3 separate regions of the Gossypium hirsutum genome follow, and all the other regions are linked to region 2. A link is a contact called in public Hi-C data. All regions are on one chromosome and are shown on one strand. The core of a region is the stretch at or near the end of the contact, and the rest is flanking DNA. Distances in the headings are between cores, read along the strand shown.

The links. Hi-C and Micro-C count contacts between places; a contact is called where the count stands out from the background.
Region 1: a contact with region 2 is called in a Hi-C map of leaf, with 3 times the contacts expected there. The contact joins the promoter of LOC107886477 here to the promoter of LOC107886478 in region 2. A contact is called at or near these places in 2 of 34 Hi-C or Micro-C datasets (both in leaf).
Region 3: a Hi-C map of leaf shows a contact between it and region 2, with 1.6 times the contacts expected there. The contact joins the enhancer-like site here to the promoter of LOC107886478 in region 2. A contact is called at or near these places in 3 of 34 Hi-C or Micro-C datasets (anther and leaf).

Annotation. Positions count from the first base shown.
Region 1 is chrA03:94,695,288-94,697,987 of Gossypium_hirsutum_v2.1, forward strand. LOC107886477 (protein terminal ear1) reads left to right here and starts at 1,425. Exons shown (of 5, transcript XM_016810448.2): 1 at 1,425-2,449; 2 at 2,623-2,700. The coding sequence starts at 1,717.
Region 2 is chrA03:94,945,259-94,948,038 of Gossypium_hirsutum_v2.1, forward strand. LOC107886478 (protein JINGUBANG) reads left to right here and starts at 1,487. Exons shown (of 1, transcript XM_016810449.2): 1 at 1,487-2,780. The coding sequence starts at 1,554.
Region 3 is chrA03:94,781,297-94,783,996 of Gossypium_hirsutum_v2.1, forward strand. No RefSeq gene overlaps it. Among protein-coding and RNA genes, the nearest start is that of LOC121225787, 12 kb to the left of the region's middle. Within about 2 kb of position 1,330, at least 1 of the 9 cell types and tissues checked has an H3K27ac peak or open chromatin away from gene starts, as enhancers often do. A contact at or near this core is called in leaf, where this site is marked.

The DNA of each region.
Region 1 (2,700 bases), core at 175-2,674, 250 kb before region 2:
TAGAAGGAATTATATTTGTAATGATATAAAACCACCATGATTTTTAGTAGTTACTTATTTAATTAAGTATAGTTTGATCATTATTGTAATTAAAGTGCATACATCTAAAAAGACTCATGTGACCATTTGGCAAAGTGAGAGAATGTTGGAATTTGTGGCCTTTATGGCTACATAAAAGATTATTGAGGGAATTTTTGATCTTTGAGGAGACTGTGGCACCCGTCCTACCAATTCAACCCATATATGCTATAGGACAGGGTTTCAAATCTTACTAAACACAAAATATGAATTTGCATGGTAGGTAAAGGTACTTCCCTTTCATGAACTCGACACAAAATTTTGATGGAGGCAATAGACAAAATTTAGAATTAAAATTGAGCATAAACACTCTTAAGCCTAATACTAAACATGCTAAGAGGACTCACAGCTTCTTATTAATAGGTTAAAAATCCCTTCAATGCTAAGAGGACTCACAGCTTCTTATTAATAGGTTAAAAATCCCTTCAACAACCATGTTGACGAAAGTAATGTACTATGCACATTAGACATTAATAGGTACATTGACTAAAATCATGTATCTTTAAAGTACATATATTGAATTTTACTAGGTACATTAACCAAATTATGCATCTTTAATGACTAATATATGATTATGGTTAATTACTTTGGATTAATTGTATCACATTAAAATAATTCATGTACTTGTACAATTATATACCAAAGGAGGAAGAATAGGCATCTACATTAAGAAGGTGGTGTTTTATGGAAGTATAATGTGCAAATGTTAAAAGTTTAATTTTTGATACAATATATAAATGTTAAAATTTTAAATTTTAAAACTTTAAATTATTATTATGTTAATTTTAAAAACTCCAAGTTAACTTTTAGTAATCATTTATTGATCGATGATGAAAATATTTAAATAATTAAATAATTATTTTATAAGTTTTGATGATTGGATGATAAAAAAAATCTTAATAATTGAATATCTCAATTTAATTTATTAATTATCGGGAGAATAACACATAGATGCGGATGTGAAAGAATAAATGAGGGTGCACTGCACTGTGCTAAAAATAAAAGCAGAGGTGGAGAAGCGATTAGTCTGTCCGAGTCTGACTGTCTCTGATTAGTCAAAAATACCAAAGATGAAAAGAAAAAAAAGTAATACTCACATGCAGCAATGCTTATTATTACTCAACCCGCACCACACATTTCATTTGTGTGGCCACGTGCACGCTCCAAATTCTTAATCAACCCCCGAATTACTACGAGGATCATGATCAAAATCCAAAAACAAAAACCCAGAAAGTAAGGGGTTTTATTCACTCTAAAAAAAGTCATCATCTTTCCCATGAGGTGGCAATTCGGGAGACGACGACACTTTTGGCAACCTTTTCTTGTTTCCTGGAAACCAAGTATATAGCGAAAAGGAAAGGGAAAAAAAACCAAAACCCTCCCAATCCATTCTCTCCTTTTCGTTTTTACTTACACTTCGACTACCAACTTTAATGAGTTTTTCTTGGACATGGAAAACGACAACAATACAAACAAAGAAAATGTTTTCTTGGGCTTTTAATTTCCCAAGCTGAACTCAGATAAAAGAGAACAGCTTTCTCATAAATATACTTTCTCGGCTCCTTTTTATCTAGTTGAAGAAAAGCTTTTTTTTCCCCTTTGAGTGGTGGACTACTGGTTCTCCGCCCTGAAACAGCCATGGGGGAAACCGGGACGGTCCGGTTCCCTGGAAACCTTGACCCGACGGCACAAGAATTTTGGCCCGCCCAAAACGTAGTTTGCCAACCCCAATTTCCTCTCTACAGACCCCCCCAACTTTACTACCCGTACGCTGCGTCTCCAACGGTACCGTTTTGCAGCGGCGGCGTACCGCAGTTCCATGCTGCCCTGCCTCTACATGCACCTGTAGCTATACCTGCACCAGCGCCTTGCGTCACTACAGCGTCCATGGTGGTTGCACCGCAGCTGCCACTTCCACCTCCGACTGCGGCGGCGACGAGGGCTTTGGTGTTAACGTTGGTTCCATGCGATGTGAGCGAGTCAAAGGTGAGGAAAGAATTGGAAGTGTTCGGGGAAGTACGCGGGGTCCAGATGGAAAGAGTCCGAGAAGGGATCGTGACCGTCCATTTCTACGATCTGAGACATGCGGAGAAAGCGTTGAAAGAAATACGCGAGCAGCACATGCAAGAGCAAGCCAGGGTTCGAGACCAGTACACTGCGGCTGCTACCGGGTGCGAACCAGGTGTGTCCAACGCTTGTGTTCCACTCCCTTCTGCGCGTGGACTCATAGCCGGGAGGCCTGTCTGGGCCCACTTCACTATTCCGGCAAGCAATGCTGTCCCTGAGGGGAATAATCAAGGAACTGTTGTGGTATTCAATTTGGACACCGGCGTTTCAATTTCGCAACTCAAAGAAATCTTCCAAGCTTATGGTAAGTTTCGGTTCATTTCTTGTCTTTTATGTTCGCTTGCTTTGTTTGGGTTTTTGTTGTTCAATCTATTTTGTTTTACTCTTTTGCGGGGGGGGGGAGTTGATACTTTGATTAGCAGTCAAAGATATTTTCATGCTTTGTTACAAAATTTTGCAACCTGGTTTGTTGTTTAGGCCCAGTGAAGGAACTGAGAGAAACACCATTGAAGAAACACCAAAAGTTTGTGGAGTTTTATGACGTAAGGGATGCGG
Region 2 (2,780 bases), core at 237-2,736:
TGTGGGGTGATGATTTCGACTTTTCCTTTTTGTACCATGAAAATTTAAAAGTTCATTTTTATTATTTTTCCTAAAATGATCTACTTTGGAGAAAGAATGCAAATGATTCAATCGAAGACAGCTTAGTTAAATATCTTCTAGCTAGGCCGCCATCATTACACTAACTAAAGCCTAAATGACCCCATTTTCCTAACCGAGAAAAATATTTCCAACTTTTCATATCATTGATTTGTGCCCAGACTGTATAAAAATTAAATTGGAGGAAATAACCAAATCGTCAAATCAATTTAATCCATCAAGTTATTTGAGTAATATAATTTTAAAAAATCTACAATTAATAAATAAAAATATTTTTTGAACTATATTTTTTATAAAATATACATTAATAGTATAATTAATTTTTAATATACAAAATCTAGGGTAAATTATATAGATAGTAACCCAATTATAAAAAAAAATTATTTTAGACACTCAAAATAAAAAGTTTATAATTTAAACACTCATGTTATATAGTTTACATAGCAGTTAAAATTTTAGTATAATAACAATTTTATTTCTCAACTTTTATATATTATATTAATTTAATTATATACAATTTTAAAAAATTAACCTTCAAAATTTACAAATGTTCTCAAAATTACATAAATATTTTTAAAAGATATAATAATAAATTTAAATTTTATATTAATATTAATATAAAATAAAAATCTCTCACTCCGGTCCCTCTCCCTCTCTCCCACCGGAACTTTCCTTCCACCGTCCTCGTACCCCCACCCCCACCCATCACTGTCCCTCTATTGCTTCCGAATTCCATTAATTTCATGGCTAATTTGTATCCAAATACTTGTAATATTCCTTCTCATACTTCTTCTTAATTGCCTCGGGGGTAAGGGAACGGTGGTGGGAGGGGGTGAGCTACGGAGGTGGGAGGATTTTTATTTTATTTTATTTAATATTAATATAATTATATTATTAATATTATATTAATCTAAAATTTATTATTATTGAAAGTATTTATGTATTTTATATATTTTTTATAATTTTTTAAAATTAAAATCAAAATTTAAAATTATTTATAAATTTTGAAAGTGAATTTTTTTAAAAAAATATAAAGTGATATAATATATAAAATTTTATGACTAAATTTATTATTATATCAATTTTTTTAATTATCATATTTATCATTTATGATTTTAAGGAGATTGATTAGAATGACGGAATTATATACGTTAATGCTTTAATTATAAATTGTTTATGTTAAATATTGAGTTAAAATTTGTATTGATAATCCTAAATTCTATTTTACAGAGTTGTAATTTGCAAAGCAGCAAGCTGGGAAAGAGCACCCCCAATAAAATCACAAAACTACTCCTTTTGACGTGCCATTTCTTGTCCTTTTGGAGCCTAGGACTGATCGTACCATATCCACTCTCTCAACTCCACGTGGTATTACCTTTTTTTCTTTATATAATTATAAACCACAACGAAGGTCCTGCTTCAATCCTCTCTCGTGCCTAGCTTCTATATTTTGGCTTTAGGGCTGAAAGGCCGGCATGAAGGTCCGATCATGGCTAGCTACATGCACAACCAGCAGCTGCGCCACTTTAACCCACGACTCCACCATCCCGTTCCCTAAAAAACCACCGCGCTTATCGGAACATTTGGTTTCCGATAGTTCCTCCGATAATCGAGGGAGCGCCACCTCATCTTCAGCTTCTTCAAGTGACACGAGCTACAGCAGCCTCCCTAGCAACCCTTCCCTCCAGACTCTGCCATCTGTACCTTCCTTACAGCTTTTCCCTGATACCTTAGTCTTTTCCGTCTCTGACATCAGCGTTTCTTCAATTATGCCTCTACCCAACCACCCGATCACCTGCGTTGCGGTTCAGGGTAACTTCTTGTATGTTGCTTCTGTTAACGAAATTAGCGTCTACGATCGCCAAACATCCACTCTTCTCGATGCCTACAACGGCAACGATTCATCCTCCGGTTCCGTTAAGTCTGTCACTTTCTGTGACGGAAAAGTCTTCACTGCTCACCAGGACTCTAAGATCCGGGTCTGGCAAATGACCGTGACTAAAAAGCACAAGTTCTTAACCGCCCTACCTACCGTTAACGACCGCTTACGTCGTTTTGTTCTCCCAAAGAACTATGTCAGTGTTCGCCGTCACGTGAAGCGGTTGTGGATCGAACACGCCGACGCCGTTACTGGGCTCGCCGTCAATAGAGGTTTAATCTACTCAGTTTCTTGGGATAAAACCTTGAAGATATGGCGAGCATCGGATGCGCGTTGTTTACAGTCTATTAAAGCACACGACGACGCCATTAACGCCATCACGGCCTCCGTTGACGGAACGGTTTATACAGGGTCCGCTGACCGACGGATCCGAGTCTGGGCGAAACCCTCAGGCGAGAAGCGGTACGCATTGGTGGCGACTCTTGAGAAGCATAAGTCAGCGGTAAACGCACTGGCTTTAGACGACGAAAGATCAGTGCTTTTCTCCGGTGCGTGTGACCGTTCGATTCTGGTATGGGAGAGGGAAGATAGCGCCAATTACATGGTGGTGACGGGAGCGCTGAGAGGGCATGGAAAGGCAATCCTATGCTTGATCAACGTCTGTGATTTACTAATGAGCGGGTCCGCTGATCGGATGGTTAGGATCTGGCAACGTGGAGTGGAAGGGAAATATTGTTGTTTGGCAGTTTTGGAAGGTCACCGGAAGCCGGTGAAGTCGTTGACGGCTGTCAGAGACGATGAACATAGTGATGTAGTTTCGGTT
Region 3 (2,700 bases), core at 80-2,579, 160 kb before region 2:
ATAAATAAAAAGATTTAATTGTAAATATACAGAGAAGGTAGGAACTTGCAATATATTTTACCATAACAAATACAACTATCGGCAAAGAAATTAGCGATTGCATTAGCGAACTCAGAATTGATCCTTTAAGAAAAGTTAAAATAGGAGGAAGGTCCCCTTGAAGGCTGAACTGAGAGAGTAATTGAGGATTGAGATCAATGGACCAAAAAGGTAATTGGGCCATTTGGACTAAGCCTTTTGTGAAGTTCACATTTCATATCTGTCACTATAACACTGATTAAGTTTCCTCTTTAATTATAAATGCACAAATATATAGAAGCAAATAATTTTTAATTTAAAATTAAAAAAATTAATAAACAAATCAAATAAGAATCTAACTTAATAACAAGTGTTAATAACAAGTGTTAGATGCATTGGTAAGTCGTATTGTACTTTTAGTAAAAGATGCAGATTTACACTATTATTTTAATGAAAAGCTATAAATCCTGAATATGAATTATAAAACAAATATAATACTTAAAAAATAAGTTATAATTAAATTTATAAATGAAACCCACATTATTAAAGTCGCTACTGCATATCACTTTTGACATATAATGAAAAGCAAAGGTTTTTTTTTTTAATATTGAAATGAAAAGGTTTTGATTTAATTTAATTATTTATCTTTTATAACTAAAGGCTTCATTCTAAAAAGAATATTATTTAATAAGAGTCTGCTTAATTGGTGCTTGTACTTACCAGTTAATTTTTTTTAATGATTAATATATATTTGTACATTTGCTGCATTGTTTTGACTAAAATCAAGGAAAAAATAATTCATTATGTTACATACAATTTTAGTAATTCATTTATTAACTAATATTGAACCTATTTAGCCTTAGCTTTCAATTACTGCCCAAGTTGTTGAGTTAAACGCACTTTTTTTTTCTACCATAATAATGCTTATTAAATGTAGAATAATTAATCAATTAAACGAATGGAATTGACCCAAAACCAAACATCAAAACTAATTCAATCAACATGCGATTATTTAAAACATTGCAAAATGCCTGGAACGATAAGTTATTATCATTTTAATTGTAAAATATATAACGATATGCACTTTTTTTGCCATAAATTAATAGAAATTTAATTAGTGTTAGCTTCAATACAAATCAGGTGTCGTCATGCATGATGGAGTGAGTTGAATGACATGCATAATTAATTACCAAAGCGATATGAAAACCAACATTACCCTAATTAAAAATTACATTGATATATGGTTAAGAAGGCCAAACTTTATAAGCATAGGCTCACTTTTTCCAAACTACGTGGAGGGGACCAATTCTCCTCATACTTCTATCTTACCACGTTTAGGTCAATATGTAAGCGATGATCCAATTAAGAGAAAGAATTTATACATATGGTGATAAAATCAACATAAATATCTAAATGGCGAAATGGAGCTTTCAATAGGCCAACAAGTTGCATTTATAAAATAAATCCAACCACAGTGAATAACGTTATCCAAATAATGTGCTTTTTGACAGTGTGGTCCTTGTTAATAACTAAATCAGGTTATTCTTCGTTTTTATTATGTAAAGTTTTCTTTTGGTAATCCGAAAGTTGAAATAATGTAAAATTATATTTGATACTTCCAATTTTTTTTCAATTTAATCCTAGTAAAGTTTGTAATTTAATGGATACATCATTTATTTCCTTTAGTTTAATTTCCTTTATATTTTTTAATTAATCAAATGGATACATTTACATTACTTATTTTCATAATATTTTCTGTTCAAATCTTGTAATGAAAAAATTTTAAAAAATTAATTACAATTTCAATATAGTATAGTTTATTTCTTCTAAATGTATGTAAATATGTTTTATTTTATAATATCAAAACATTTATGCATATTTTAATTATATTACAATTTTTTACACATTGAAACTTTAATAATTTATTTCTTTAGGGAAATAAGAATTTTTTTTTTTTGGGTAAGAAAGACCAACTAACAGATAGACTTAACCGAGGCCATGTACATAGAATCCGAGGGAGGACCGATATCAGGACGCTCTTATATATCTTGAGCAACTAACAGCACAACACCAGTAGCGGACCTATCGAACAAACGTGCAGTCCAAGAACCTGGTATGCGCAGTTTTGTCATTGCATCAGCCGGTCGATTTGCCATCCGACTAACATATCGAATTGGGATCAACCATTCTCTTGAACAAAGACGACGAATGTGGAGAACCAAAGCATCATCCATGACACTATTCGACCTCCTCTGCAGCAAACTAACAAGTTCCAAACAATCCGTTTCCCCGTACACTCTTGAAAATTAAATAGTATTATAATATTTTCTGTATTATTGCTAATCTAAATATCACATTATATTTTTCATAATATTTTTCTATTAAACTTATCCATAAATCAAGCTAAACTAAACCTAGACAACAAAAAATTTCTTGCCTAGCCCAACCTTGCCAATTTGACATTTTTAATTAAAATTAAATAATTCTTTTATATTAAAAAATAAATCAAAATTTATTTAATTTAAAAATCGTTCAAACCCAACCATCAAATTAAGCAAATAATCTGACTTAACCGTTTTTGCGTGTGTGCTTGCTTTTTTTTTTTAAAAAGAAATCTATACTTATATATCCTAATTCTGCAACATTCTTAATTTCATTCTTGATATATAAATATCTTTAACA